2 separate regions of the Mus musculus genome follow, and region 1 is linked to region 2. The links are chromatin contacts, called in public Hi-C maps. All regions are on one chromosome and are shown on one strand. The core of a region is the stretch at or near the end of the contact, and the rest is flanking DNA. Distances in the headings are between cores, read along the strand shown. Region 1 overlaps Snd1 (staphylococcal nuclease and tudor domain containing 1). Region 2 holds the start of Snd1 (staphylococcal nuclease and tudor domain containing 1).

The links. A called contact is a pair of places that touch in the nucleus more often than the background predicts.
Region 1: a Hi-C map of muscle stem cells shows a contact between it and region 2, with 2.2 times the contacts expected there. The contact joins the enhancer-like site here to the promoter of Snd1 in region 2. A contact is called at or near these places in 1 of 39 promoter capture datasets (the HPC-7 cell line), 12 of 484 Hi-C or Micro-C datasets (the G1E-ER4 cell line, the HPC-5 cell line, the HPC-7 cell line and 9 more), 8 of 115 datasets of contacts at active chromatin or transcription factors (the HPC-7 cell line, the SCID.adh cell line, bone marrow-derived macrophages and 3 more) and 2 of 9 other capture datasets (adipose tissue and embryonic stem cells).

What each region holds. Positions count from the first base shown.
Region 1 is chr6:28,522,205-28,527,083 of GRCm38.p6, forward strand. Snd1 (staphylococcal nuclease and tudor domain containing 1) reads left to right here. Exons shown (of 24, transcript NM_019776.2): 4 at 1,523-1,601; 5 at 3,849-4,009; 6 at 4,705-4,796. Among named protein-coding and RNA genes, the nearest start is that of Snd1, 44 kb to the left of the region's middle. Within about 2 kb of position 3,562, at least 7 of the 459 cell types and tissues checked have an H3K27ac peak or open chromatin away from gene starts, as enhancers often do. A contact at or near this core is called in muscle stem cells, where this site is marked.
Region 2 is chr6:28,477,929-28,482,883 of GRCm38.p6, forward strand. Snd1 (staphylococcal nuclease and tudor domain containing 1) reads left to right here and starts at 2,420. Exons shown (of 24, transcript NM_019776.2): 1 at 2,420-2,714. The coding sequence starts at 2,637.

The sequences.
Region 1 (4,879 bases), core at 2,312-4,811, 45 kb after region 2:
TGTAGACAGGGACTCCTCCACCTGACAGAGCCACCCACAGCCTCGGTAGACATTCTCTTCTCACACCTCTCTGGAAACGCCTTCAAAACTACACCTGGAGTTGTGGCTCCTGGGTGATTCCACATCTGGTTGAATCACCAATTGCCGATGAATATTAACTACCACTCCCTTTGAGAACTCACTTCCTAAACGGTTCAGCATTTCAGGGTGCTCTGTAACACTTTGTGAGAGTTTTGTTGATAGTGGGCCTGGGCTTCTTTTCTCTCTTCTGACTTTTTTGCATCTCAGTACTCAACTTTTCCTCATTGTAGCATCTTTTGGCTTGACTTTCCACCTTAGAAGTCTTATTTTTTGAGGGAACCATTATAGTATTTACTAATATTAATGAAATCTATGTTTGAATTCAACAGGAACCTCAGGGCAAAGGACCAGGGGCTTAGCTGCAGAACATGAGAGCCCTTTATATAAACCTTGCCCTAAACATTTCTTGGGAGAGAAAGAAGTATGCAGTTTGCCTTTGTTGAGAATTGAGTCTTCGGGTGGCCAGGCATTAGAGGTGTGTGCATGTGTGTGTATGTATGCACATGGGCTTGTTAGTGCTTGAGGAAGTAAGGATGGAGTTAATGTGCCAGGTAAACTCTTCCAGAATAAAACTCTATGCTAATGTTACCTATCAACCAGAGCATTCCATTATAGTCTATCTGGGAGCTTGCTCTCTGCCATAGTAAAGGTTTTTATGCAGTGATAACTGCAAAGATGTCTTCCTTTATCGTTTTAGCTGACAAAGATTGAAGAGCCATACTGAGACTAAAAGTCTTTTCAGTAGAATGGCTGTGCAATTAATGTCTCGGGTACTCAGGAGGAGCCTTAATCAGGTTAAGTTCTATGTTTATCATCCTTTTCTTGCTTGTTCTGTTGGCTGCTCTGTGGAAAAAACCTAGACACTGCCCTCTTAGTCAGTCTTAAACTGGGTGTCTTCTTAGTCTTAAGTCTTGGTGTCCTTTGGAGTCTAGAATGTGCCATGGAGAGGAATTGGACTTTCTGGTGTCTGTGTGATGGCTGCGCTGAGTGCGTTTATCCGCATCTTCCTAACTCCTGCCTTGCACTGTGTTGGTGATTTGCATTACTTCATTCTCACAAGAACCAGTGGGGCAAGTGCAGGCCCTGCTTTTGAGGGGAAGACAGGATTCTGAGAGAACTTTTCCAAGCAGTAATAGGGTCTCATCACTCTGCGGAGCTACCTGCCATGCATGTCAGTCTCCCGTAGTTCCCAAGATTGCTTTTGGCATAGAAATCTCTAGAAAATTAAAAACAGAGTCCTGGGAAGAAAGAGTATCCTGGAGACTAGATGTTTTGGGAGTTTCCTGAGAATCTCAGTGCTACATCTCTGCCACAGCTTCCCCATCCTGAAAAGCGAGGATGAAAATGGTCCTTCCTCTGTGCTGTTGCTGGCAGAGGCAGGTTTGGCTCCTGTGGTTCATTTCCTTCCTCAGATACTAATGTGGTTAATTTTCTCCCTCAGATACTAATGGGGAAAACATTGCAGAGTCGCTAGTTGCAGAAGGCTTGGCCACCCGGAGAGAAGGCATGAGAGCCAACAAGTAAGCATGCAACTTCTCTTGGGGCACCAAGAGGTTGGGAGCCCAATAAGCTATTTTGTTTCATGTTATTTCCGTTCTCTCTTACAAAATGCATAGCTTCAGTTCAGGCGCTTTAGTTTCTTCCAAGATGTTGCTCATGGATTGTTTTGAGTCAGGAGATCACTTAACATTTCTCAATGGTATTTGACTTATGTATACCCCTTTAAAAACAGACCTGGAGACCAGGCAGCCATTTATTTATTTATTTATTCATTTATTCATTTATTTGTTTATATTCATTCATGAATTATTGGGTTTTAGGCCATAGGTATGCAATTCCAGACTATTTCCAAGCCAGCCAACCCAAATATTTATTGAGCCTCAACTGTGTATCACTCGCTATTCCATTCAGAGAATTTAGCAGTAAGTAGACTTAGGCTGGGCTAGCATTTTAGTGGGAGACAGACAACGAAAAGGTGTGATGCTGATAAGATCTGACGTCGTGTCAGGTGTAAGGAAAACGGCAGTGAAAAAAGGAGAAGGAAAGATTCTGCTTTGAATCTGTTTAATTGACAGAGCTACAATTTCTTGGATTTGAAGATTAGTAAAACCTTTCTTTTCTAAGCCTGTGCTCTTGAATCTGTAGATATTTCATTAATAGATAAAATATATTTGTCTAGCCAATGGTAGTGTGAACTTGTTAGAAGACATATATGTTAGGCTTCTAGTACATAATCATGTTCAAGTTTACTAGTATTCTCAATAGGGTGAATTGCAGCTGACTTTAATTAACACTTTAGACTCTGAAAAGTGATATTCTCCATCAGTAATTTGGAGGCTATAAGCATGCTGTTTAAACCATTAAGTCCTTGGTATGTTGTAACTGCAGTAGCTGAAGAAAAGCTTTGAATAAATATTTGCATCACGTGTACACTTGATGAGAATGAGCCAAAGGCTCAGTTGTACTTTTTGCCTTCTTTCTGTCCTCTGAGGCTCTGGGGCCAGGTCACTCACTGTTTACCTGCGGTCCTGTCTGATTGTAAGGAGACTTTTGTTGGACTCTGTAATTGTTGTTGTGTGCCTGTGGGAATTGGTTGAATTAAGACATTTGTTTTAGGTGGTGTTTTTGGAAGCACGCCACAGTTCTAACTTAAGGACAATTACTGGCATGATTACTGTTGCAGTGTTTTTTTTATTTATTTATTTTTTGAATTCAGTTTGCAAGTGGAATAAAAAACAAAACAAAACCAAAACCCTTTAACCATTTTGTCTTGCTTCTACTGGAACAAGTACCAATCCCACTAGACCTAAAGCTGCCTCTTGTAGTGGTTTTGTTTGCTCCTACTTATGCCACCCCCAGAGTCTCAGTAATCTTACTTAACTGTGAAGTGGACATCTCTGAGTTTTTTAGTTATGTTTTGGGTGAAGAGAAGAAAGAGAGGACAAGAAACTTCCAGCTTGGAAAATGTTAGGTGAGGCTTGCTTAGACAGAAATTCCTAGAGACCAGGATAAGAAATTCAGTGTATGGATGGCGGTGGATGGTCTCAGGAATCCTGCAGAGAACAACCTTGTAGTTCCCTGCTTCCTACCTTTAGCTCAGATGGGAGGGTGTGTGGTCATTTCTGTACTAAGTCTTTCCCCCTTAAGAAGTAATTGTTGCTTTTATCTTTTCCTTTTGGGTGGTTCTACTATTGGTTTCCATAGTAGAGGAAGAGGCTTCTGTAGCTGTCGCTGTCTTCAGACACATCATAAGACGAGGAGGAGGCTTTATTTTCAAACTGCCTGTTGTCTAGCTGGCCTTGTTCCGTGTCTAAACAATTTTGAGCCACTATTATCTGACAGCACTGTGTCCTGCAGCTGCCCCCATCCCTCTTGTGGATGGAGAAGGCCTTAAGGGTGGTTCTTAGTCACCTTCCCTGCACTGTCCCTGCTGAGCAGGGCCTGCCTTCTGGAATCTGGGATGCTTAAATGCATTTGTACCCCCTGGAGTGGCTCCCCTTGGAGCCGTTAACTTGTTCTATTCTACTCTCTGGCAGAAGTACTGCATGTTCTGTAGAGCCTCTCATTAAATGCTCTTAGAATTTCATCTGTCCTTTGAAGGAACAAATTTGGAATTTGTAAATTTGTACCTCTGGTGATTTTTTCTGGTTAAATAAATGCCTTGGTCTCTTTTAGGGGAGAAGATACTGAAGAAACCAACTGGCAAGGAGCTCCATAGCTCTGTTTGTGAACCACTAACCACAATTTGTTTGCCTTTCATGTCCCAGCCCAGAGCAGAACCGGCTTTCAGAATGCGAGGAACAAGCAAAGGCATCGAAGAAAGGGATGTGGAGTGAGGGCAACGGTTCACACACCATCCGGGACCTCAAGTACACCATTGAGAACCCAAGGCACTTTGTGGACTCACACCACCAGAAGCCAGTCAATGGTGAGGATGGCAGGAAAAGGCTGACAGACTCAGTCAGGGTGATTTCTTTCTGTTTGCTCTCTTTGATTCTCGGGGTTTATAAGATCCAGTGAGTCTTTCTTTTGCTTACTTAGTATCCAAAGGGAATCCGTAAGGGTTAAAGAACATGGTGACGTTTTAGAAGGGGCTTTGAATTGGTTCACAAAGCTTACTACAGCTGTGTGTTGCTGAGGCTAGCCCTGTACTCCTGCTCATCATAAACTGTTAGTGTTTGGCACACTGTGTACTTTTTGTTCTCTCAAGGCTGCTTAGACTAATGCTGAAAACTGAAGGGAGAAACACATTTCACACACATATAAACATATGACATATTTATATGCTATGCAGTTTTGCTCCTTGGGTCTCTTACTGACTACAGATTTAGAAGAATCTAAGCAAGGCCAGTGAGGGTTATTGGGTCTTTGGTGAGCATTCTAGGTTTTGGAGAGTAGAGGTGCAGGAGGTCTCAGGAGGTTCAGAAGTGAGAAGCAGGTTTGACCTGTGTTCTCCTGGACTCACCATGTGAGCTTTGCTCTTTAGCCAGTGCGTTTCTGTTTCTGTGAGGGAGGCTTCTCAGGCTTTTGGGCAGGAGATGGGTTAGATGCAGTAGGTTGGGCATTGTGTAATCCTGGACCAACTTTCTCTAATGGTCAAAAAATGTTTGTTCTATCATTCAGCTATCATTGAGCATGTTCGAGACGGCAGTGTGGTCCGGGCCCTGCTCCTTCCAGGTCACCACCTTGTCACCGTCATGCTCTCAGGGATTAAGGTTAGACCACACACTCAGCTGCACAGTGGGTTTGGGGTTTGTGGAGTGTTTGTTGATGGGCAGATTTCTTTACTTGGGGAATA
Region 2 (4,955 bases), core at 1,170-3,669:
CATGATATGAAACTCACAAAGAATCAATAAAAAGTTAACAAAAGAAAAAAAAGGTTCTGGTAACAGACAGCAAGATTAAAACTTAATCACCTAGCTTGATAGTGTGTGATACAATAGTTACCAGTCATGTGTATTAAATTAATTAAAGTTAATATTAAAAACTCCCTTCCTTAATTGCACGTGCAATACTGCAAGTTCTCATTAGCTACAGCTGGCTGGTGCCTCCCATGTTGGATAGGGCAGGAAGAGAACATTGCATCACTGCAGAAAGATCTAGACAATACTGAGCAAGCCTTTCCCTATAAGTCAATATACACTAAAACTACAAAAGAGGAGCACAAGTAGCTGAAAAGTAGTTCGGGGCCAGGTATGCTCTGCTAAGGAGCTGAAGTCTGGCCTGATGTTGAGGGACTGGCATGATTAGAAAGTGCCTTATGGTAAGAACAGCGGACTAGTGGTCTGGAGGACCGAAATGGGAGACAGCTGAACAGTGGACACAGAAGGCTCTTGCACAGCAGTGTCCACTGCATTCCCCCCCCCCCCCCCATGGGAAGCTTGTTAGAGAATTAAACATCTTTGTCTAGGTTATGGATTCTATAGACTTGGCAGAGGATGAGGTAGGTTTGTCTACCAGAGAAGCAGGTAGAGGCCTAAGATAAGATTATTTATGGTAGACAGTTGAGTTCATATCTTGACTCTGTCCCTTAAGATACTGACCTAGCACTGCTCACTAGATTTTTTTTCAAACTACATTTTTTATGTATATGTTATATATATCTGTGTGTGTATGCAAGCATCACATGTCACAGTTTGCCTGAGAGGTCAGAGGATAGCTTGCAGGACTTGGTTTTCTTCCTCCACCATGTGGGTCCCAGGGACTGAACTCGGGTTATCTACCTTGCAATGCAATCAACTTTACCTGTTGGAGCCCTTTGAGATTCCTATTCACTTAAAAATAAACAGACAGAAAACAAAACATCAATGCTCTCCTTTGAAGAAACAGATCATATGGACTTTGTAGGCTTGTCTTAAGGACTAACATATTCTTCAGGGAAAAAGTATTTAACAGGCAGTGTATACTGTGCATGTTCATGCTCCACGTAATTTGGTTGTTAGGACTGACTAGTAGGATCAATGGTTGTGTAGAAATAGAAAATTAGTACAAGCAAAAGAGAATTAACTGGCTGAGTAGGGGGGAAAGGACAGTAACTATGATCAGAAAATGAGATGTTTGGAATTAGTTTCAACTGCTTCAACTATCCTGGAGAGAGTGGCTACACTGTTGCAAAGGTCAAATTCACTAAAGATGAGGTCTTAGAGCTGAGCTACCAGTGTACTGGGCAACCCCTCAAAATTGTTTTATATATGTGTGTGTGTGTGTGTGTATCTATCTATAAAGATCCGTTTTCTCTTTTGAATAGGGTGAATTCGTGGTACAGACTTGGCTTTGGAGCTATAGGAAGATGCTGACCCCAAAACTTGACCCTGATTTGAGACATGCGTGACTACTCAAACTTCTTAAAACAGGCTATAGTGGAAGTAGTGTCTTTAGCGTAGGTCCAGGTTTTATTATTAAATAATACATACAAGAACCTGTGCTCTAAAACGGGGCACTCCAAGACCATAAATTCTCCCTGAATATCCACTTGAATATGGCTTTCCTGATCCACCTCGAGCTGAGATTAGCAGTGAGTTAGGACTGTCTCCCGCTCAGCCCTGGGATGGCAAATCCCAAGGTTTTTCCTAACCTCAGTTGGAGCAGGAGGGAAGGAGCCGAAAAACGAGGCTATTCTCAGTGTGCAGGACGAGTCATCCTCTAAGAGATGCTTATTGCTTCCATCAACAAACATGAGCGGAACTCACAAGCACTAAACCCCAGTGATACTCCGGACCACCGGGAGATTCGCGGCCACATTCCGGGTCAAGACTAACATCAGCAGGTTACCCAATGGCGGCGACTTTCAAAAGTTTCCTCTGCTTTGCGGAGGTGAAACGTCAGAACTCTGAGAGCAGTAAGGTTCCTTTGGGACGGCCCCAGGCCCTTGTCGTCCAGTTCCGGTGTCCAGCTCCGTACACGTGGGCGCTTTGCCGCTTGAGGGGCGGGGCAGGAGCAGAACCTCCGCTGGAGGGCGAGGCCCGCCCCGCCTTCGGGGCTCCCATGGCTCCCCGCGCACCACTGCCAGATGCTGACGTGTCCTTTCCTTCCCACTACACCTCCCGACACCACCTTCTCAAGACTTCCCCGGAAGTCCCGCCTCAAAACCATCCCGTCACCGCAAATCAGCTCTTTCAGCGCTTCCTGGAGCTCCGCACCCGTTTTGGGACCAAAGGGCGGAGCTTCATAAAGAGAGTGCCTATTGGCTTGAGTTCCAGCGGGTTCTGGACGCTAATTGGCTAGAGGGCGGTGGCGCTCTGGCACGCTTGCGCGGCGAGTAGAACGTGTGGCGGCGGCGGAGATCGCGTCTCCTCTTTTGCTCCCAGTCCCGCTGGTGTTCTAGTGTGCGCCTGGCGCTTCTGTCCAGCCCACCGACGGTAGCCTGTCGCCTGCCTGCTCCTTGTCGCTGCAAGCGCCGACACCCACCCTGACACTTCCAGTCCGGCCGGCCGCCCCACTCGCTGCCTTTCCAGCTCCACACATGGCCTCCTCCGCGCAGAGCAGCGGCTCCTCCGGGGGACCCGCGGTCCCCACCGTGCAGCGGGGCATCGTCAAGATGGTGAGAGCGGGACCCTGGACCCGGACCCCTCTGCTGCTTTGGAGCAGGAGCCAGGCATTGACTTCCTTCTCTCCCGTCAGCCTGCATGGTCTCAGTTTGCTTTTCCTCTGCCCCTTCCTCACTCTCCACCTACTCTCCGAATCTTCACCAGGCAGAACCCGAGAACGAACTTATCTTGACTTTTGCCTCCCGGGCAACCTGTCCATGATTCGCTCGCTGTGATTTTCGTGGGTCGCGGCTTTCGGAGCCCCTACCTGTTTACCAGAAGCAGGTCTATTACCGGTTCATTAACGGAGATAGTTCACGGATAGTTACTCCCATCCCCCTCTTTCTGTCCATTTTGACATATGCCGATTAGTTCGCAGTTTCTCTAGATCCGGACATCTTTTCCTGGAACCCCGGGAGTGCTTGGCTGTCACGAAGCTTGTCTCTGTCCACTGACTCACTTATTCACCCAAAGTTTTCTCAACTCTTTCCCCCTTTTATCTCAATGTCTAGTTTCTAGGCCTGGAAGCTCCTGATTTTCGTGTATTTTTAAATTAAAAATTTAGCCTGGCAGGGATCTTATACTAAGTAGCATTTCTTCACTTCTTAAGGACAAGGAGCCTGTTTTTAAAGAGAGTAACTAACTTGCCTTAAGGGCACATGGCGGTTTGGAGTGGAGCCAATAATAAGAGTCCAGGTGTTCTGATTCCCTGTGTAGGGTTCTTATTATAGATCCTGCTCACTTACCTTTGCTTTCTTTATTCGGAATTTTGAATTCCATCACCTCCACTTCCACACTAATTTTGTAGCATAAGTTCTGTTCTATTTCTTATATTGTTTCTCCTTTTTTTCCTCCCACATCTTGAGGTCTGACATTTCTCGTTTGTTAACAGATTTTTCTGTTTAAGATGGCTGTGATCTTTTCGATTGCTTTTCATATTGTAACTCCAACGACTTTTCTCTCCAGAGTGGAAGACAGTTTCCCCAGAGAGCCAGTTTTTGAAACTTTTTTTGTTTTTGCTGTCCCTGTTGTCTTTCTCAGGATTAATATACTCTGCAGGGGGATCCGGGGAGATGGCTCAGTGGATACAGGTGCTTGCTGCTCAGTCCTGAGGACCCCGGTTCGCATCTTCACGGCACACATTAAAGCTGGACGTGGCTGTTCCACTGCCTGGAACCTTTGTGCTGCACGTGGCGCTGGTGGACCCTGGGCTTTTGCTGTTCCACCAGCCTAGCTAAAAATATCAGGCTTCGGGTGCATTGAGAGAGAGAGACCTTTTCTCAAGTGGGTGAAGAGCAGTAGAGGAAGGCACTGATATGGATGCTTTCCTGTGCTCCAGCATCTTTGGCCCTCTGCATGGGTGTTCAGGCACAGGTTCCCTATCAGGCACCCACATATGTGTGCACACATGGACACCCTTTTTAATTATTTAATGTGATCACACTGTCACTCTTTTCACACACACCAGAAGAGGGCATTGGATCCCATTACAGATGGTTGTGAGCCACCCTGTGGTTGCTGGGATTTGAACTCAGGACCTCTGGAAGAACAGTCTGTACTCTTAATGCTGAGCCATCTCCCCTGCTCCACATGCACACTCTTGAACATGAATATTCTGCCGCTTGTGTGTGAGGTTCTTGAGATATTCAATATTGCCCTTTTGCCTTTCTATTTATATCTAGACAGTCAGAATTCATTAGATTCAATGAGTAGGGAGTTTCCAGGGTCCGTGTTTTCTCTCTGAAATTTTGACTCTTGAAAGGATTTTCCTGAACTGCTTCCTCTTTCCTTGCCCTTTTCATTGGTACCAGTCTTCTCTTCATTATAGGAACAGAGTGTCACTTAGCTGTCTGGTGTGGTGTTACTGGCCTGCAGTAATTTTTTTTTTTTTTTTTAGTTTTCTTGCTAGGGCTTGACTTTTTCTTAAAGGTCTCTTTTGTAGGAAAGAGGCTATAGGAAGCCTCCAGGGTATCTGGGTTCTCTGAGGTGACTTCCTTTTCACGGATAACAATCCCCTGAGGAGACTGTATTATCAGCGGTCACTGTCACATTTTCAAGTGGGTTCTCTCTATATATTATCTCATCTAGAAAGTGATGTCTAAGCTGAGGTTTTGATAGGCTAACTTACCCAGACAGGTACCTTTTTATTAGTAAGAAGAAGTAGAGCTGAAACTTGAACCCAGGGCTGCCTGCCACCACACACACCAGTGTAAACCATGCTGTGAGGCCTCCGAGTCTATGACTCCGGGGTATGA